Regions from separate parts of the Mus musculus genome. Here region 1 is linked to region 2. Evidence: chromatin contacts called from public Hi-C data. All regions are on one chromosome and are shown on one strand. The core of a region is the stretch at or near the end of the contact, and the rest is flanking DNA. Distances in the headings are between cores, read along the strand shown.

Evidence for each region. Hi-C and Micro-C count contacts between places; a contact is called where the count stands out from the background.
Region 1: a contact with region 2 is called in a Hi-C map of bone marrow-derived macrophages, with 2.1 times the contacts expected there. The contact joins two enhancer-like sites. A contact is called at or near these places in 1 of 15 datasets of contacts at CTCF or cohesin (the NIH/3T3 cell line), 31 of 484 Hi-C or Micro-C datasets (the C2C12 cell line, the G1E-ER4 cell line, the HPC-5 cell line and 17 more), 4 of 115 datasets of contacts at active chromatin or transcription factors (bone marrow-derived macrophages, differentiating embryonic stem cells and fibro-adipogenic progenitors) and 1 of 9 other capture datasets (embryonic stem cells).

The regions. Positions count from the first base shown.
Region 1 is chr3:55,665,419-55,669,002 of GRCm38.p6, reverse strand. Nbea (neurobeachin) reads left to right here. Exons shown (of 58, transcript NM_030595.1): 49 at 3,262-3,429. Among named protein-coding and RNA genes, the nearest start is that of Gm46804, 40 kb to the left of the region's middle. Within about 2 kb of position 1,727, at least 20 of the 459 cell types and tissues checked have an H3K27ac peak or open chromatin away from gene starts, as enhancers often do. A contact at or near this core is called in bone marrow-derived macrophages, where this site is marked.
Region 2 is chr3:55,515,415-55,518,891 of GRCm38.p6, reverse strand. It overlaps Dclk1 (doublecortin-like kinase 1), which reads right to left. Exons shown (of 17, transcript NM_001195538.2): 16 at 1,906-2,019. Among named protein-coding and RNA genes, the nearest start is that of Gm31796, 26 kb to the left of the region's middle. Within about 2 kb of position 1,516, at least 29 of the 459 cell types and tissues checked have an H3K27ac peak or open chromatin away from gene starts, as enhancers often do. A contact at or near this core is called in bone marrow-derived macrophages, where this site is marked.

The DNA.
Region 1 (3,584 bases), core at 478-2,977, 150 kb before region 2:
TTGTGGTCTGTGCTGCCACCAGAAACCATGTGGAAAACTATGATCTGTGCAAGGAATGGGCAAGGATGTGTCTTTTGCAGTGGTATAAATGACTGTAGGCTCTTAACAGAGAAAGAGAGACATTTAAAGCTTCTATGACAACACCCACCCCTCACACACATACTCACCACCAATAATTCCAGACAGAAAGCCATTGCTTCTGTGACAAAAAATGTGACAAAGATGCTGAAATGTAGCTCTTCACAGTTAATGGCTTCTGGCAGGAGGGATTTGAGTGGAGAAAGACTCAGTTATCTTTAGCAGGATAGCCACTGGGAATTTGACCATGCTCCAGTGAGTACAGGGGCAATGCAAATTGTACTTGGTGTGTTTTCTGGGAGTGGTGGAGGGCACAAGGATGAGAGGGTAGACTTTGGAGGAATGGGAAAGGAGTGTGACCTGCATGTGTTGTATGAAATCCCCAAATAATTAATAAAAATATTTTGTCAGAAAAAAAAAGGAGAGAGGAGAGAGAGAAGAAAGGGAGGGCATGCACAGTAAGGGAACAAAGAAAGGGAACACAAATGAACAGAACTGGTCTTTTTCTACATAGAGGATCATATTATTTAATAATGGCAGGTCTGAATATCACCACAAATACATATTTTCACACAAAACTCACAGCACACATTTTTGAGGAAATGACTTCTAGTTGCTACATAAAATAATAATGGATTCTGGTCTACTGTGAAGGAAAGTAGACTCTAGATGAACTAAAACCTTATATGTGAGGAGTCAGCCATCCTATGAGTCTGATGGGCAGAGATACAGAAAGCTACCTCCAACAGCAGAACTCCTCCCCCAGGCATGAACTACTAAATGAGTTGGTGGGCTCAAATGCAAAATGGATGCAGACACACCTAACAGGCAGCATCTGTAAGAGTATGCATGTGCACGGATTAAACCAGCAAGGAATCACTTCTGAAACTGTCAAAGTCTGCATTCCGCAACATAAAGACAGAAACTGCCATGCAAAAGTGAGTGGGGTAGGCGAGATGGTGAAGATGCTAAGAGCACTGCTGCTCTAGCAGAGGATCCAGATTCAGGTCCCAGCACCCACATGAGGCTGCACACAACCACTTTAATTCCAGTTCCAAGCAGTGGAATATGGTCTTCTGGCATGAGAGGTCATATGCACAAACATAGGCATAGAGCAACAACTTTGTGCATGTACACACACATGTAAAATTTAAAAATAAAGTGAGCAAAGGGTATGAATAGGTCATTTTTTGGGAGACCCAAAAGGCAAAGATGTCTTTAAAATATCTAATTTGTTACCAATCAAAGGACTACAAACCAAAATAACTAGTTATTATTTTGTATCTGTCATAGTAGCCAAAATTAGAAACGGAGGTAGCACCAAGGTGGCAGAGGCATATAGAGTCACAACAAATGGAAAAAACTGGGGACAGGACAGTCATTCTGAAGAGCAGCAGGCAGTGACTGGGAGGAGGAAAGAGACAACATGAGTGTGAGGTGAGGCTCAGGTCCTACTCCAGAAGAAATGTAACCGACATCCAAGAGCCCCAAGGGCTGCCCGTGCCCCAGGCCATGCCCGTGCCCCAGGCCATGCCCGTGCAGTGTGAGGAGGAGGAGCACAGGCTCCCATAGGCAGATCTTAGAACCGTACAAGGGACAAAATGTGTTCCTAGGCCACGGTTGTAGAGCAAATACTCAGAACAGAAGGAACATTCACTGTTTCACGCTTGTTGCATGTGGTGAGAGAGGAAGTGAAAGAAGGGTACTGAGATGAATAAACACATTTTAAACTCAAAAGTCCTGGAAAGCCATCATTCTCTCTGTCCCCATGATCTCATTAGCCATATCATTCAATAATAGCTTTATACTAGCAAAATAATAGTAAATTGGTAAATCTTTCAGTGACAGCTCTAAGACTGATTCCACATAGTTGAAAACAAACTTTCTTTAAGTATTAATTCACAGCTATTCTCGGTTCCTGGGGCGAGATTGGAATGTGGCCACTCAATAATCCCCCTGCATAATGGTCATCTGTTTTATCCTTCCATCCATTGGACTAGTGCTGAAGTGATCACTAACAATTGTACTGACTCCTAAAATTTACTAAATCACACAAACTGTAACAAATATAACCTGCAAAGAGTTAACCAATCACTTTATTTTTTGTCTCATTTCTCATATTCTGGTCTGAATGGTTATTTTAATATCAGTAAAAAGTGAAGGACCGAATCAGGAAAGGGATGCAGGGAATGAAGTATTAGGTGTGGGTGGTAGTGGAGAGGCACTGCCGAGAGTACAGTTTTGAGAGGATTCCTTTGAAAGTTATTGTTTGTTAATTGAAAGGATGCCAAAGTGGATTTAACCCCTTAGTAACTGGGACGAACAACCAGAGAGTGAGCAGATTCACACATTTACTGACAGCTGCGCTTTATGATGTATAGCTGTACACAGAGAATTTCTGAAGCTGGATACAGAACCTCCTTTGCACATGGGTGCAAAGCATCCTGCCTGCTTTGACCATATCAGAGGTGAAGGGCGTGAGTGGCTACTCCCCAGCAGCAAAGTGCCCACTATGGATTTTATCCAGGGATGAAATGAACTCCAGCCCATCTGTCTGGGGGTTTCCATTATCCTTCTCTTCCTTCTTCTCCTTCTCCTCCTTCTCCTCCTTCACCAGTAACACCACTTTCTCCTTCTTCGTCTTGTAAAGTCTTCTAACTCACAAATAAAAACATCACATAGCTGGTTTAAAAACGTGACTCACACACTTGCACAGCTTGCCCATTTCCAAACTCAGTACCTATCAGTGAACTAAATACAAAGGGCCTTTGTCTCCCCCGGCTCTCCACAGAAGCCTGTGTTCGTTGACTCCCAGATATACTTCCCCGCCACACACACACCACTCAACAGCAAACCTCCACAGTCCCCTGGTACTTCCCAGGGTCTGTATTGGCTGAGCCAATTCCAGGCATGAAGAAGGCATTCCTTCCTCTATGAACATTTTTGTGTATATAATGGAGCCAAGAGAATGGAAAGCATTTTTGTGAAGAAGAGACTTTTATTTAGCCCTGTGTCTTATTAAAGGTAGTCTTTTGCCACTTCTGGGGACTGAAGATATTATATATAAAATCAAAGACAATGTAAAGGCATAATGTCTTTGTTTATACTGAATGTCTCACAGTGAGAAAGTAATTTGGAACCTTTGCTAAATGTATGGTCTTATTATTCCTTCATTCATTTCAGGCCCTGGAAAGTGAATTTGTTTCTTGCCAACTCCATCAATGGATTGACCTTATATTTGGCTACAAACAGCGAGGGCCAGAGGCAGTCCGTGCTCTCAATGTTTTCCACTACTTGACCTACGAAGGCTCTGTAAACCTGGACAGCATCACAGACCCTGTGCTCCGGGAGGTAGGTGTCCTGAGCTGCTCCCAAAGTGTCGAACTTAATCTCTCAAACACACATCTGGCTCCCCATCTTTTTCTGTGTAAGTCTCCTTTCAGCCTGACTCTTTACTACACATAGATTTCATGGTTTGACAAATATAAAAAATGGAGATATATCAA
Region 2 (3,477 bases), core at 267-2,766:
CACTCAGGAGACTGAGACAGGAAGGTTGCTTCAAGTTTGAATGAAGCCAGCAGGGACTACATAGTGAGTTCTAGGTCAGCAGTGTGTACAGGGCCAGGAGCAAAACAAACAAAAACAAAAGAAAAACGATTGCATTCAAAATGGTAAAGTCCTGATGCTTAGAAAACGTGTCGATGACCACTGATATTCTGTTGAGAGGTTTTGATGAAGTTATAAGAAATTCGTAAATATTTGGTTTCAGAATTTATCAGTGTCTAATTAAAATAGGATTTGCCCTCAAAGATGTATCCTGTGCTAACTGGAAAATCACGCAGAAGTCTCTATCCATAGTCATTACAGGACTCTCAGAATGCTTTAAACAAACCGTTACTGAACAGCTAAAGCAAACTTAACCAAAGACCAATTAAAATGAAATTATGGGGAAAAAATGGCCCAGGTGGGAAAAACATTCTCTGTAGCAGCCATGAGCTCCAAAGGGAGCAGAGAAACATTCCTTTTTGTGGGCATTTGGTGTTGACCACTCATTCCAAAATGGTGGCCCACTGGGGCTAAATCTTTTGGAATATCCAGACCTAAGAAAATAGAACTTTGTTTTAGCCGTGTTTTCCCGAGAGATAGAGGCTTGCAAAAATTCGTGATGGATGTTAGCTGATGACAAAGAATGCCGACATCCTGGAAAACATGGAGGGCAGTTGATATTTTTCCCCACTGAGTTTTGGAAAGAGATAAAGAGAGGCTAAAAGAACAACATGAGTGTGTAAAACCTCAGCGTTGCTGAGGAACATCCCAAAGAGTTTACATTCTATGGATAACCGTCAGTTTACCCATGTGTCATCACCCACAATGTACTGAAAAAGGTCCCTGGAGGACTGTGAGATTCCAACAGCAAGAGCAAGCACGTTTCCGTGCCTCTTGCAAAGTGAGGAAGCCCCTGCCAGACAGCTACTAATGGAGACCTGCTTCAAAGTGGTCCCTTTCATCAAAACCAGGAAGAAAATCAGAACACCGAGACACCGGTATCAAGGATTGACCAATTGCACACTGCGCATGAGCGGAGCAGCACGGCTGTCCGCAGCGTGAAATCTCTCCCAGGATCCCCTTATCGTTCTGCCTCAAGTTCTTTGTTGAGAAAAGGGAAAGAAACAGCCCAAGTGGGTCTCACACTGAGTGTGCTGCTAAGGCGTACATACTCTGGCTAAAGAGGAAATTGTTTAAAACTCAAGTTACGTGAGACGTTGATATATGTGCACTCTAGAATTTAACACCAGGAAGTTTGAGGTTTTAGTGTTTCTCAGACCAATTTAATCTCTGTTAGAGAAGCTATCAGATTACGTATAGTGTATGCCTGCGTGTGTAGAGCAGGAAAAAAAAATTTCAGGGCCCCCTCATCAAATAAAACGGTAAATGATAAACGTTGTCAACTAAACAAATTTCTAAGGAGCAAAACCTTGTGACTTCGCTGGGCGTTCCTGCGATTCGCTCTCTCTCTCTGAAAATCAGTGTTTACTTTCTGTTCTGTTTTGGCTTTCCTCTAGATTTGGCGTACATGCCTACATTGCTCCAACCTGACTCTGCTACGTTTCCTCCCTCTCAGCTTCCTTGTCCTTCCAAGTTTTATCAAAAAGACGCTGGACGCTTTACCTGGGAGTCAAGAGAGTCCAGTCTGGGGAGAGAGGGTTTTTTTTTCTTTAAAATAATAAATCATGAAATTAATATATGCTGCTAGATACCCTGGAGGTATTGGATAATGAGGCACCCAGGGAAACAACCCTCACACACACACCCTCCATTGCTGTCTGAAGAAATGACCCACTAGGCTGTCTCTGGGAGGAATCTCCCGGGGATGCCTGTCTCAAGGGGGAGGGCTGCTTTTAAAAGTTAGAGGTGGATATTTCAGATGCTTACTGCTATTACAGAAACTCCTGCTGCAGTGCTGCTCGGCTTGGGGCCTGTGTTGAAATGCTTCTTGATTTTGCCAGCTACTGACAGCTGATGCTCATTTTCTGGGAGACCATCATCCTAGAGGATAAAAAGGGCGAGAAAGAAAGAAAAAAAAAAAGGTGAAAGTGAGATCCTGGGAAGTGAGGTCCGAATCTCTGAATCAGGTCGGGGTCTTAGACTTGGAAGAGGTCAGAGACCAATCAACCAAGATTTTCTTCAGGAAGCTGTCATCAACGGCAACCCCTCCCCCACCCCATTCACTACCTTCCTTTTTCTGTCTGCATTTTCATTGCTGACCCTATACCATCAAACCCTTGGAGGTTTGTCTCCAAACATAAACTCTTCAGGTTACTAATAAAATCTATTTTCAACCTTGGCTCTATGTTTAAGGAAAAGATAATATGGCCACCCCCAAGTCCCCAAAAGTTAGTATGTCTTCCTCTCCCTCCTAGTCCATTATTTAGATCCAAAGCTAAGGAGACCAGCAGACCTGCTTTCATGCATGGTCATAAATAAACTCCCCCCCCCCCCCCAGCTGTTTAATTGGCCATTCTAAAATCCCAGACAACCCTCTGGGCAAAAAGTTATTCCCTAAGTTTTAAATCCTCTTTACTGCCTTCAGATCATCTGCAATTATGACTCTGCCATTATGACACAGTCCATGTTAAAGCTCCTTTTAGCTAAAACTTCTGCTGCCTTGGGAACGGTGGCCAGGGATGTAAGTATGCCTCGCCACTTACTAGTTCACGACTGGCCAAAGGCTGTGTGACCTTTGAAAGCAGAGACCGTGCTTTAGTCCCCATTGGATCCTTGGGTCTCAGCACAGTGCCTGAGCACACACCGCACAGTTAATAAATAATTATATCAGTAGATGAATGGACAGACAATAGGGTGTGTCTTATTATCTGGAAAAATCCAAACCTGAGAGAGATGTCTGCTTTCATTCCCTGATGTTATTTTTTCTTTCCCCTCCTCACTTTACACATCATTTCTTGTTTCTGTCCAGAAAAAGAAACCCACTGTCCCCCTCTGTCCCCTGCTATCCCCCCCGCTGTTCCCCAAGCATGACATGCATGCTTCCTGCATGAACCACTGTCTCCACATGGGGTCTGCTCCCCCTCTCAGCATCTGTCATTCATTTATCTAGTGGGTATTCACTACATGTCTAGATAGGACCAAGGTTTTACTGGTTAGTGTAGGAAATGATACTAAGTAGAAATATGCATGGGTCTGGTTCTTTGAGACTCTGGACTCTCCTTTTCTTGAAGACCTAAGTCCAAATGACCTGTTGTAAGACATTTCCCCCATTTAAGCATAATCCATGGCTTTTCATTAGGTCTCCAGTATCTTTTATCTTGTGTTTTCTGGCATCAAGCTATCTTATTAGTCCACCATAGTATATCTATCTGACCTATCTATTATCTATGTACACTCCTATTCATTATTACTGTGCTGTATCGCCTTTGCAAGTATTCTGTAATCATTAATGCAAGCACTTGGTTCTCTTGACCTATGCACAGTAGCCATTCATGTTAC